Regions from separate parts of the Mus musculus genome. Here region 1 is linked to region 2. A link is a contact called in public promoter capture Hi-C data. All regions are on one chromosome and are shown on one strand. Each heading gives the region's core, a stretch centred on a gene start, on an enhancer-like site or on the middle of the called end of the contact. The rest is flanking DNA. Distances are from core to core; before and after follow the strand shown. Region 1 overlaps Lamc2 (laminin, gamma 2). Region 2 overlaps Nmnat2 (nicotinamide nucleotide adenylyltransferase 2).

Region 1 (5,060 bases), core at 48-2,547, 92 kb before region 2:
AGCCCAAACCCACCTGCCTAGGAATGGTGTTGCCTACTGTGGGCCAGGCTCTCTTATACCAGTTACATGTCAAGAAAATACCCCATAGGCTTGCCCACAAGCTATTCTCATGGAGGTAGTTCCCTCTTCCCGGGTGTAAGTTGACAACCAAGATTAATTGTCATAGCATCCTTACTCCACCATTGCTATTACCAAGGGAATAATGACACCCACATATACTTTTGTGACTTCTTCATGTGGGGCTGTTTAATTTTATCATTATACAAATACTATATACAACTGGGATTATCATTACACTCATTTTAATAAGAAGATACTTAAACCATGAAAAATTCAAATGCCCAATGCTACTGGTAATGATAGAGCCCGTTTGGAGACCCAGAGATTCGGCACCTGGATGCATGCATTTGGCTTTCCTTGGGGAACCAAGAGGGACACAGAGGCTTCTCCCCCATTCCAACCAGGGACCCACTGGACCTCAGCAAACTTTGTGTAGAAGACTTTTTCTCTGCCCAATTGCTGGCTCCTTTTGTTTGAAACACCTGCTTTCCACCCTCAGATTCTTTTATTGAAGGAGGACTCAGACTGTCTTCCTTCAATGTACGCTGCCTATCACACAGCAATCACAGAGGTACAGAGCTTAGAGGTAGCAGGGGGAGTCTGGTGGTGAATAATTTGCCAGAAAGAAAATTGGCAGAGGAATTTTTGAGAGCAAGGGAAAAGCTAACTAAACCCTCTGGGCTTAAACTGCTTCATCTGCTGACATCAGCAGCCTGCCCAATGTTTCTGGTAATGATGGACCCTAGACTTAACCTGCTCTCGTTACTTTTCTTGACCTAGCAAGACCCCAGCTGTTGCTTTTCTAGACTTAACCTGCTTAGTTACTACTTTTCAAGACTTAGCCAGCTTTTACTCATTTTCTAAGTTTAGCTTGCTCTTAATTATTGCTCTTCTAGACTTCACTGCTCCTAGTTACTTGCCTAAGTTGCTTCTGAGCAGCATCTGTCTTGGAGGAATAGATAACACCTCTGCAGTGAGGGTCTTGAGGGCAGCGGCTGCACACGTTCAGACGGCTGACTGACTTCCAGCCACCTGTCCCCATACATCAGCCCATGAATAGCTCCAAACTCATTTCCACCTGTGGCTACATCCTGAATAAACTCTTTTGCAAAACTTGTCCTTCCAACAATTGTTATACTACATGACAGGCAAAACAAGCTTGACTTAGTAATAACTTGGCATGCTAGCCAGGAGCAAAGTCCAGATAGAATTCTGGCCAGTGGCTTTTTGGCTGTTTGCTGGTATTGAAATATTGTTGATGAGTTTAGGCAGCTGTCTGGGCCACTTGTCTCAAGGACCGTCCCCCCAAGACCTTTCCTGGTTTGACACTGTTAATGTTTTATGCATCATTTCGCTTTTGTAGTAGAAAAACAGTGTGCTAGGAACATGTATGGTTTGGTGAATGACTTCAGTATAAGCCTCCTTCCCCCTCTGCCTTTCTATTCTCCTCCTTTCTCCCTGATTTTTTTGTTTGTTTGTTTTGCTTTTTTTGTTTTTGTTTAGTATTATTGTGTGCTTTATTGTTTTGGTTTTGAGACAAGGCCTTGTTATGTAGCTCAGGCTAGCCTCAAATGTTCTCCTGCCTCCGTCTCCACAGAACTGGAGTTATAAAGTAGGAGTTTCAACAAGTCAGTTTAAAATGTCCTGTTTCTCCTCCCTCTGGTTTGGCCTTCATCATGAGGATCCTGGTTTGGGGACATGGATAGTAGAAAAAGATGGGGCATCTCTATCCACAAGTCCACTTGGTTCTGTTTGGTTCCTGAAGTCTGATTCTGGGTTCAGCACGAATAACCAGAAATGCATGCCCCTGACCGGCAGTTTGCAGCAGTAGAAAATGTTAGTTCTGACTGAATACAGACCATTGGATTGCAGCCTTCAAACCTAGGTGATGCTAAGCTGTGGATTCATGGAAAGGAAACATATGCTAATTAGCTATAATACCTAGTAGCTACAGAGTTCTTTATACTCCAGACAAAAATTAAATGAAAATAGACTAGGCTTGATAATGTCACTTCCCTGACACTCCTATTTACAGTCCTTTGCCCAGACAGGCACATCTTCCTGGCCTTACTGGCACTACCCTAGCCATTGTCTAGACTTTCTTTCTTCTGGGCCTTTGCATAGATTACTCTCTTCTATCCTTCTCTGGCCTTTTAGATCACTTTCTCGTTGTTTTCCTGGTTCCCACACTCTAGCCACAACCCCTGCTTCGAAGGAGCAGTATGTGTTGTGTTCATCCCTTTTCCTACAAAGCTATGAAGCACTCGAGGGAGCACCACGTGTCCCATCATCTCCTCCAGGGCCCCCCCTTATTTCCCCCACTGTGCATATATGAGTCTACTTTTATTTTGGCTCTCACATTTGCTATCAGCATTTGGATTTTCCTCTCACCAGAACTTTGTCTTGTTCATGGCTGGGTTCAGTGCCTGAAGTCGAGGAAGGGAAAGAGGCACCATGGGGGTGTTCCAGCATGGCTGCCATTATACATCACTGCTGTTGCTGTTCCCCACCTTGAAACCCCAAGAATCAGGGATGGTTCCTATTTCTTGTCGAGTCCCTGGTTCTTAGCCCTGAGAATGCATTTGCTGGTTGATTTGGATACACTGTGGAGGAGTGGGAAGACCAAGATTGGAAAGGGATTCAGGATGTGAGCCTGGTTAGATCTAGCATTAACCGGATGGGGACTGTGAAGGAGAAGGAGTCCAACAAGCTTCAGGTTTGGGCAGGATTTAACGGGGTCAGAAGACAGCCACAGGGGAACATCATCCACTCTTTCTCCACTATAAGGTCTTTGAGCAGAGTTTCATTACCAGGGGAGAGCTAGCAGCTTCCGTTTTAGACTGATGAGGTAGATACGTGAGTGTGTGCCAAAAAGAGTGATGGAAACCAGAGGGAGCCCTGAGACAGGGAGGCGGTGTCGGGATCAGATGACTGCTCCGGTGCCTCCAGGAAGAGTCTCACCACCAAGGCAAACAAAAGACAGCAAAATCAGAAATTCCACTCCTAGACATACATGTACGATAGATAAAAATGGATAAAATGCACAAAACCTAGTGTGCTGAAGTTCATGCAAACATTACCCATCATTGCTAAGAACTGGGAACACACCAAATGTCTACCAGCTAATGAATAGATAAGCAAATTATGGTAAATCCATATGGTGGGATTATATTCAGCCATCAGGATGATATATACTCCGTGATATGACATGGGCAGACCTTGAAAACTTATGGTATGTGAAATAAGTCAGTCACAAATGGCCTCATGTGATATGATTTCAATGATAAGAAATATCCAGAGTAGTCAAATCTAATGAGACAGAAAGTACATCAATGTCCACATCTGGCTGGGGGTGGGAGCTGAGAGAGGTTGTGGCTTGGCTCTTTTAGGAGCATTGAAAATGGCTAAGATCTGTTCTTTGTGATAATGGTCATATGATTTCCAAGAACTGATTACAAACCAGTGAACGGTTCACCATACACAGGTGAATTCTATGACATATGAATTATATCTCAGTAGAGCCTTACCAAATGGTAGAGCCTGAACATACTGCAATATCAGGTACACAGGGGATTCCGCCATCCTAAAAGACGTGATTGAGTTAGACTATTTAGAAATAAATTATGTATTTATTTTTAAAAAAAGACTAACGTGCTTAGTTGACCAGACTAAATCGTTTAGTAATGGCCTTGGCCTGCACTTGGCACACTCTGCTCTTTTCGGGTAGGTAGCCCAGGGTTCACTGGCCACTGCCCCACTGGCTTAAATAAACGTGTCGTTAAAGGCGAGAAGAGTTCAGCGTGGATGTGATTGCTGAGAGAAGTCCCCAGAAGAAAGCAGAGGCCGTGGGATGTCGCTCGCTCGGGCAGCTGACTTTTGCGTGTCTGACTGTGAAGTGCTGGAAACCGGCTCCTAACTTTCTTCCTCTTTTTGTTCACTCAGAGATTCCAAGTGTGACTGTGACCCAGCTGGCATCTCTGGACCCTGTGATTCTGGCCGATGTGTCTGCAAACCAGCCGTCACTGGAGAGCGCTGTGATAGGTCTGTGCGAACCGTGCCCCTGAGGACTTGAGGGACAGTGCTCTGGCACTTGGTGTTTAAGAATCAATCCACAGAGAACAATTATGGAAAGTGGGCTCTGAACAAATGTTGAGAGCTTCTTTCTCCCTGTCCTCAAAGGCTGAGCTTAAAAAACAAACAAACAAACAAACAAACAACAAAAAAAACATTCATTGCGGTCCATCCTCTGCCTTGGGTCCCCTCTGTTTGTTTTTCCTGTGACAGAGACAGAGGGCCCCAGAGAGTCCCCTTGGCAGCTGCCTGGGACTCCCAGGTGCTTAGATGCAAGGCTGTGTGCAATAATGAGACCACATGACTAAAGTGGGTCTTGGGAGACGCCTGGCCTAATTAAACACGTTGAGGAAAATCCTCCCTACAGCGACCATGGCAGTCTATGGCCATACATAACCATTGTGTACCGAAAAGGAACCGCCCCAGGAAGGGGATGGTACTTACACGTACACACATGAACTGGGGCAGCACGTCAGAGCCCTTTGGGCCTGAGCCATGTTGGGGCAGGTGGAGCAGTGAGGAGCCATTGGCCCTTAGTTGCTGCCTCAGGACATCCCTTGAGTCCAATCTGTGTTCTGACTAAACTTTCCTCTCCCCCAAGATGGCTGTGAGTGGAGGAGCCATCATGAGGGTGACCTCAGAGCTCAAAGAAAGCAAGCATTTTCCTGGCACCCTGCCAAACACATCTGCCTGGGTGAAGGCGCTGCCCGTGCATTCCGAGCCTGTGGTCTCAGGGTGTTGTTGAGAGTACTTGCTGCTCTTTCAAAGGATCCTATCTGGGATCCCTGCATCCGTGTCCAGTGGCCCACAACTGCCTGAAACTCAGACACACACACACACACACACACACACACACACACACACACACGGTATGCATGTTGAGACAGAGTTTTACTCTGTAACAGAGGCTGGGCCTGGAACTCATTATG
Region 2 (5,128 bases), core at 268-2,767:
CCACAGAGTACTAGTCACCACGTGAGGAGACAGTAATAATACACTCGACAACTTGGGTGTGTTTTAGTCAGACTTCTCAGCACTGTGGCGGGTACCCAAGAGAGGAACTGAAGGAGGAGGGTGTATTTCAGAGTTTCTGTGCATGGTTGGCTGTTTCTGTTGTGTCTGGGCTGTGGTGAAGCATCATGGCATATGTAAATACACTGTAGCTGTCTTCAGACACTCCAGAAGAGGGCGCCAGATCTCATTACAGATGGTTGTGAGCTACCATGGTTAGATGGTTGCTGGGATTTGAACTCAGGACCTTCAGAAGAGCAGTCAGTGCTCTTAACCACTGAGCCAGTTGTCCAGCCCTGGCTCTTGTTCTTAATTGTGGTGCTTCTCTAATCCATAGATGTGGTAAAGTGACATATACCTGAAGGCCACAGGAGTGGGATGTCTCTGTCTTATCCTTGCAACTTCCTACGGATTACGAATTATCTCAAAACAAACTATAATTTCAAAGCCCATAGTAAACCACCAGATGTTACACTTTAGGATAGATTGCACAAATCCAGGCAAATGGCCAGCAAGCTGGCTGGTTCTATTTGGTTACTTCTGCAACTTTCCTTTTTTTTTTTTTTTTTTTTTATAATTTCTAAATTTTTTTGCTGCTGTTTGGATTCCAACATTTGGAGCTATGACGTGACACAATAAATAAATCCAAAAACATTGTTTATCTTAACAGTCCAGTATGAGTGACCCTTAGCCCTCAGCTAGTTTAGTACGTATAACAAGCTCCCAAGGAGACCAGCCCCACTGGCCTACAGCCACATACTTGTGTGTGTGTGGTTGGGCAGACTAGCCTCTGAAAGGTTCAGATACCCCAACACACACACACACGCGCGCGCACATGTGCGCAAAGCTGTCCACTTTCTTCCACTCTCCCAGTACATTACATAACGAGGGCCTTTCTGGGCCTTGGTAGGAAGCCAGCCCATTGGCAAAGATGTAGCTAGGGCCCTGGAATTTAATTTCATGCCAGGCCTCCCAAAATGCATTCTATTTTCATCCATATACCCCAGGGAAGCAGCCAAATGGCTCTAAAGTTTACACTCTAGTCTGATGGCTCTCCTCCTGCTCTTTTGGAGGAGACAAGACTCAATATCCATCGGCCTTCCTGTCCGCAGGACCCTGAAGACTCACCCTGGCTTAGTCCAGGCCCCTAGACCCATCTAAATCTGTCATGACAGCTGCTGCTAGACTGACCAGAGATCAAACACAGCACAGGTGATCTGCCTAGTTATTAAAACCTCAGACAGATCTGCCTGCTGGCTTCTCAGTGGACCTGGCTGACATTTGTAATCCTCTCTCCCCTTCCAGCCAGGAGTTCATGGAGAGGAACACTGCATTTAGAACATCAATATTAACTCAAATTTTCCTTTTGGGTTGCAATTAGAAATGACCCCAGCTCGTGTTCACAGCTGGAACTGCCTTGGCTCTCCTTGTTTGTGAATTGCACAGAGGCTGTCTGGACTTGTAAACATTCTAAATTGCAGACAGATCCAAAATTGGGTAATAAAGAAAGGACTGGAGCTATGAATCCCTCTAGGCGGGGTTATTTCTGCTTAGGGATTATGAAGAAATAACTCTTAAAGGAGTCATTCCTGTGGCCTTCCAAACTGAACCTTGAGGAGTCTCCAGCAAAATGTGATGAGAGCTTACTCTGCCCGAGGTTCTGTGCCAGCCGCTGTGAGGATGCTGGAGAAACGCCACATGATCACCATCTCTGAGGAGTTTGAAGGTCTGGGTAAATAACCCGCATTGATAATAGCAGAAGATGCAGGTCACTGAAGTGACCGAGGCCTTCCTGGGGATGGGGTACAGAGGCCAATGAAGCCTCCTGAGAACACGTGACCTTAGGCAGGGACCTGACAGCAGAAAGGAGGATCGTGGTAGCTTATCCCTTCTCATCAGAGCCCCTGGAAGTTGAGGGAGGAGCAGTGCCTCGGATTCTTGAGGGGCCTGGGCTACAGAGTGAAGTCTGGCCAGTCTGGGCTATAGAATGAGACTCTGTCTGAAGTAGTGGTTCTCAACCTTCCTAATGCTATGACCCTTTAATACAGTTCCTTATTTTCATTTCTACTTCATAACTGTAATTTTGCTACTGTTATGAACCGTAATATAAATATCTGATATACAACCCTGTGAAAAGCTAAGACCTTTTTATGGATTGAGAACACAGGTTGAGAATTGCTGGTCTCAAACAAACAAACATCTTTATTTTCTGTGTTCCTGTTGCTCTGACATGGAAACCTTTTTTTGGATCCTGAACAGACAATTGTCTCTGAGTTGGGCAGTCCCTAACGGCCTTTTGGCACATCTTTTAAATGCAGTCACCAGTCTCCAAACATAGGTCCCCAGTATCAGATATACCTGTGTTCTGGAGGCTGAGGCAGGAGGATCCCAAATTCATGAGTTAGAAACGAAACTAAACTACATAGTAAGATCCTGTCTCCAAGCAAGCAAGCCAAAAAGCAGAGGACAGACAGACATTCCAGGGATGAGAGAATCAGGCCGATGCACTGACTGAGGGGTGAAGGCTCCGTTTCTTCACTTGCTTTCTTTGTAAGTCACCAATCCATAAAAAGACATAAATGCCAGCTCCTCTAATCTGAACACTGCACATTGTGTATGTGCAATAGATGATCACACTGTACCCTACAAATACGCACACTTGCATCTCAGTTAAAAATGTTTGAAGCACTGGAGAGGTGGCTCAGTGGTTAAGTATACTTGCTGTTCTTCCAGAGGACCTGAGTTCTAGACCCAGTACCCATGTCAGATAACAGATCCAGGAGATCTGATGCCCTCTTCTGGCCTCTGAGGGGACCTACTCACACACATGTGCATACACACACACACACACACACACACACACACACAAATACACATACATTAAAAATAAGTCTTTTTTTTTTTAAAAAGAAACTTGAAAAGAATGATCAGAAAAGAATAAAAGAGAATGATGTCACTGTAGGTCATTGTCACTTGGGGTGTCTTGCCCTCTCTCATATCACTCGGGGTGTCTTGACAGTTGTTTACCATTCGGACAGCGTGGAGAAGCAGGGGTCTGGCTGACCACGTTCTCCTGGTAGATAGACTAGATGAGAAAGTAATTGAATATTGAGCCCTTGAAGTAAAAGGCTTTTGTTGTTGTTGTTGTTTTATTTTGCTTTGGACTCGGGCCCTTAAACAGGCTAGACAAGAGCTCTATGACTGCACTATATCCCGAGTCCTCTTTTTACTTTTTATTTGAGGTAGGATCTCACTAAGTGGCCCCAGTCTGATGTGATGTAACTCTGTAGTCTAGGTGGGGCTGTGCTTGCAATTCTCCTGCCTTGGCCTCCTGAGGGCCGGGATCACAGGCATGAGTTACCTCCTGAGGGCCGGGATCACAGGCTGGGATCACAGCTCAAAGGGTTCCTGGTCTTATTTCTGTGCCTCAGGAAGGCAGAGGAGTTTTGGAAGCTAGTTTTCTGCGGGCACAGTGGGATACCCAGATCTTGTATGCTTTCTCTTGCTGTCTCTGCAGCCAGTGGTGGAGCAAAGGGCGGGTGGCACAGTTCTGGATGGAGATGAGCGCCAGGCTTAGGTGCCCGATTATCAGGCAGCCTGCAAGAAAGCACCTCTGCGATCTGAAGGAAGACAGAACCTTTCTCTAGCCATCTCTGCCTCCCTCTAGCTCCCCACCCGATGCATGCAACTCAGGCTGTCTAAATCCATGAGAGAGAATAAGAAATACTTCCCAGAAGCCTCCACTGCTTAGACGTGGTCCTCTTCCCGCTTTCCATTTTTTGTTTACTCCTCGGGGTTGGCAGCTGTTCTCCGCAGCCTTGTGCTGACTTTGGGGTAACACAGACGGTTGGCACTGCGGTCCCCTGGCTGTCCCTAACCTTTGTTTGCTTCACTGACTCTAGCTGAGGAGCTGAGCCCTTTGTCTTCACAGCTGGGAAATGATTTATGGCTCTCACTTCCAGAGTTGTCATTTCCCACAGACCTGCAAGGAAAGAACTCCTCACAGGTCCCCAGCCAGCAGGAGCCATCCTAGAAGTCTGGCCTCATTTAAAACGTTTCCCAGAGGCCACTCCCCTGAAACCCTCTTAGACCAGCCAGGCCACAGTGTGAGGCCCTATAGTAGATACACAAACAAAAATATCAAAATAGTAGAAATGAATAAATAAACTAATAAACAAACAAACAAATAAATAAACCAGGCACTTAAGCTGGATTGCAGCCATTTGCTGAATGAATTTGGAGGCTGGGTCTCATCTTAGGTTTGGCTAGTCTCAAACTCATGAAATTCTGTTGGGATTACAGGTATGTATCACCATACTCAGCCTTAAAATTTATCATTTCAGAAAAGACTTAAAAAAATATTTTTTCTTTAGAGGAAGAAAGCTAAATGTGTACATATATGTATCTTTTTTTTTTTTTTTTTTTTTTTTTTTTTTTTTTTTTTGGTTTTTCAAGACAGGGTTTCTCTGTATAGTCCTGGCTGTCCTGGCACTCACTTTGTAAACCAGGCTGGCCTTGAACTCAGAAATCCACCTGCCTCTGCCTCCCGAGTGCTGGGATTAAAGGCGAGCGCCACCACGCCCGGCTACATGTGTGTATCTTTACATAAATATAAAGCTAACTACATATGTGTATGCATGTGTGTCATATATGGCACAAACTAAATATAAACATAAAAATGGGGCAAAAATTTCAAAGGTTCTCTTTTCAGTGAAACCCCAAGACACACGAGAGAATTACTTTAGATCCACAGACTATAATAACATAGTTGGGTGAGTGGCCTGGTGCAGGAGACAGAATACAAGGTGAGGTGACTAAAGACAGAAGGACACTTGATACAGAAAAGCCACCAGGGTCCCACATTAGGCCACATCCTTTGCATGGAATCAGGCGCTGCTTTAAACTACCAGGCCATCACCCACACTTACTGACCTTTGAGTACAGCTCACTGTGTGGGCTTCTTACACAGGGCAGTGAAGGCTCTGACTGGGTTTATCCAGGAAACAGCTTTGCTTTTGTCAGGTCGGGCAGGCAGATGGTAGTGAACACTTCCTTTTAGTGAGTGAGGGTG

Evidence for each region. Capture Hi-C pulls out chosen DNA fragments and counts their contacts.
Region 1: a promoter capture Hi-C map of adipose tissue shows a contact between it and region 2. The contact joins two enhancer-like sites. A contact is called at or near these places in 2 of 115 datasets of contacts at active chromatin or transcription factors (embryonic stem cells and pancreatic cancer cells) and 3 of 9 other capture datasets (adipose tissue, liver and pancreatic islet).

Annotation. Positions count from the first base shown.
Region 1 is chr1:153,153,433-153,158,492 of GRCm38.p6, reverse strand. Lamc2 (laminin, gamma 2) reads left to right here. Exons shown (of 24, transcript NM_008485.3): 5 at 4,003-4,101. Among named protein-coding and RNA genes, the nearest start is that of Lamc2, 30 kb to the left of the region's middle. Within about 2 kb of position 1,297, at least 7 of the 459 cell types and tissues checked have an H3K27ac peak or open chromatin away from gene starts, as enhancers often do. A contact at or near this core is called in adipose tissue, where this site is marked.
Region 2 is chr1:153,061,625-153,066,752 of GRCm38.p6, reverse strand. All of the region lies in intron 1 of Nmnat2 (nicotinamide nucleotide adenylyltransferase 2), which reads right to left. Among named protein-coding and RNA genes, the nearest start is that of Nmnat2, 110 kb to the right of the region's middle. Within about 2 kb of position 1,517, at least 74 of the 459 cell types and tissues checked have an H3K27ac peak or open chromatin away from gene starts, as enhancers often do. A contact at or near this core is called in adipose tissue, where this site is marked.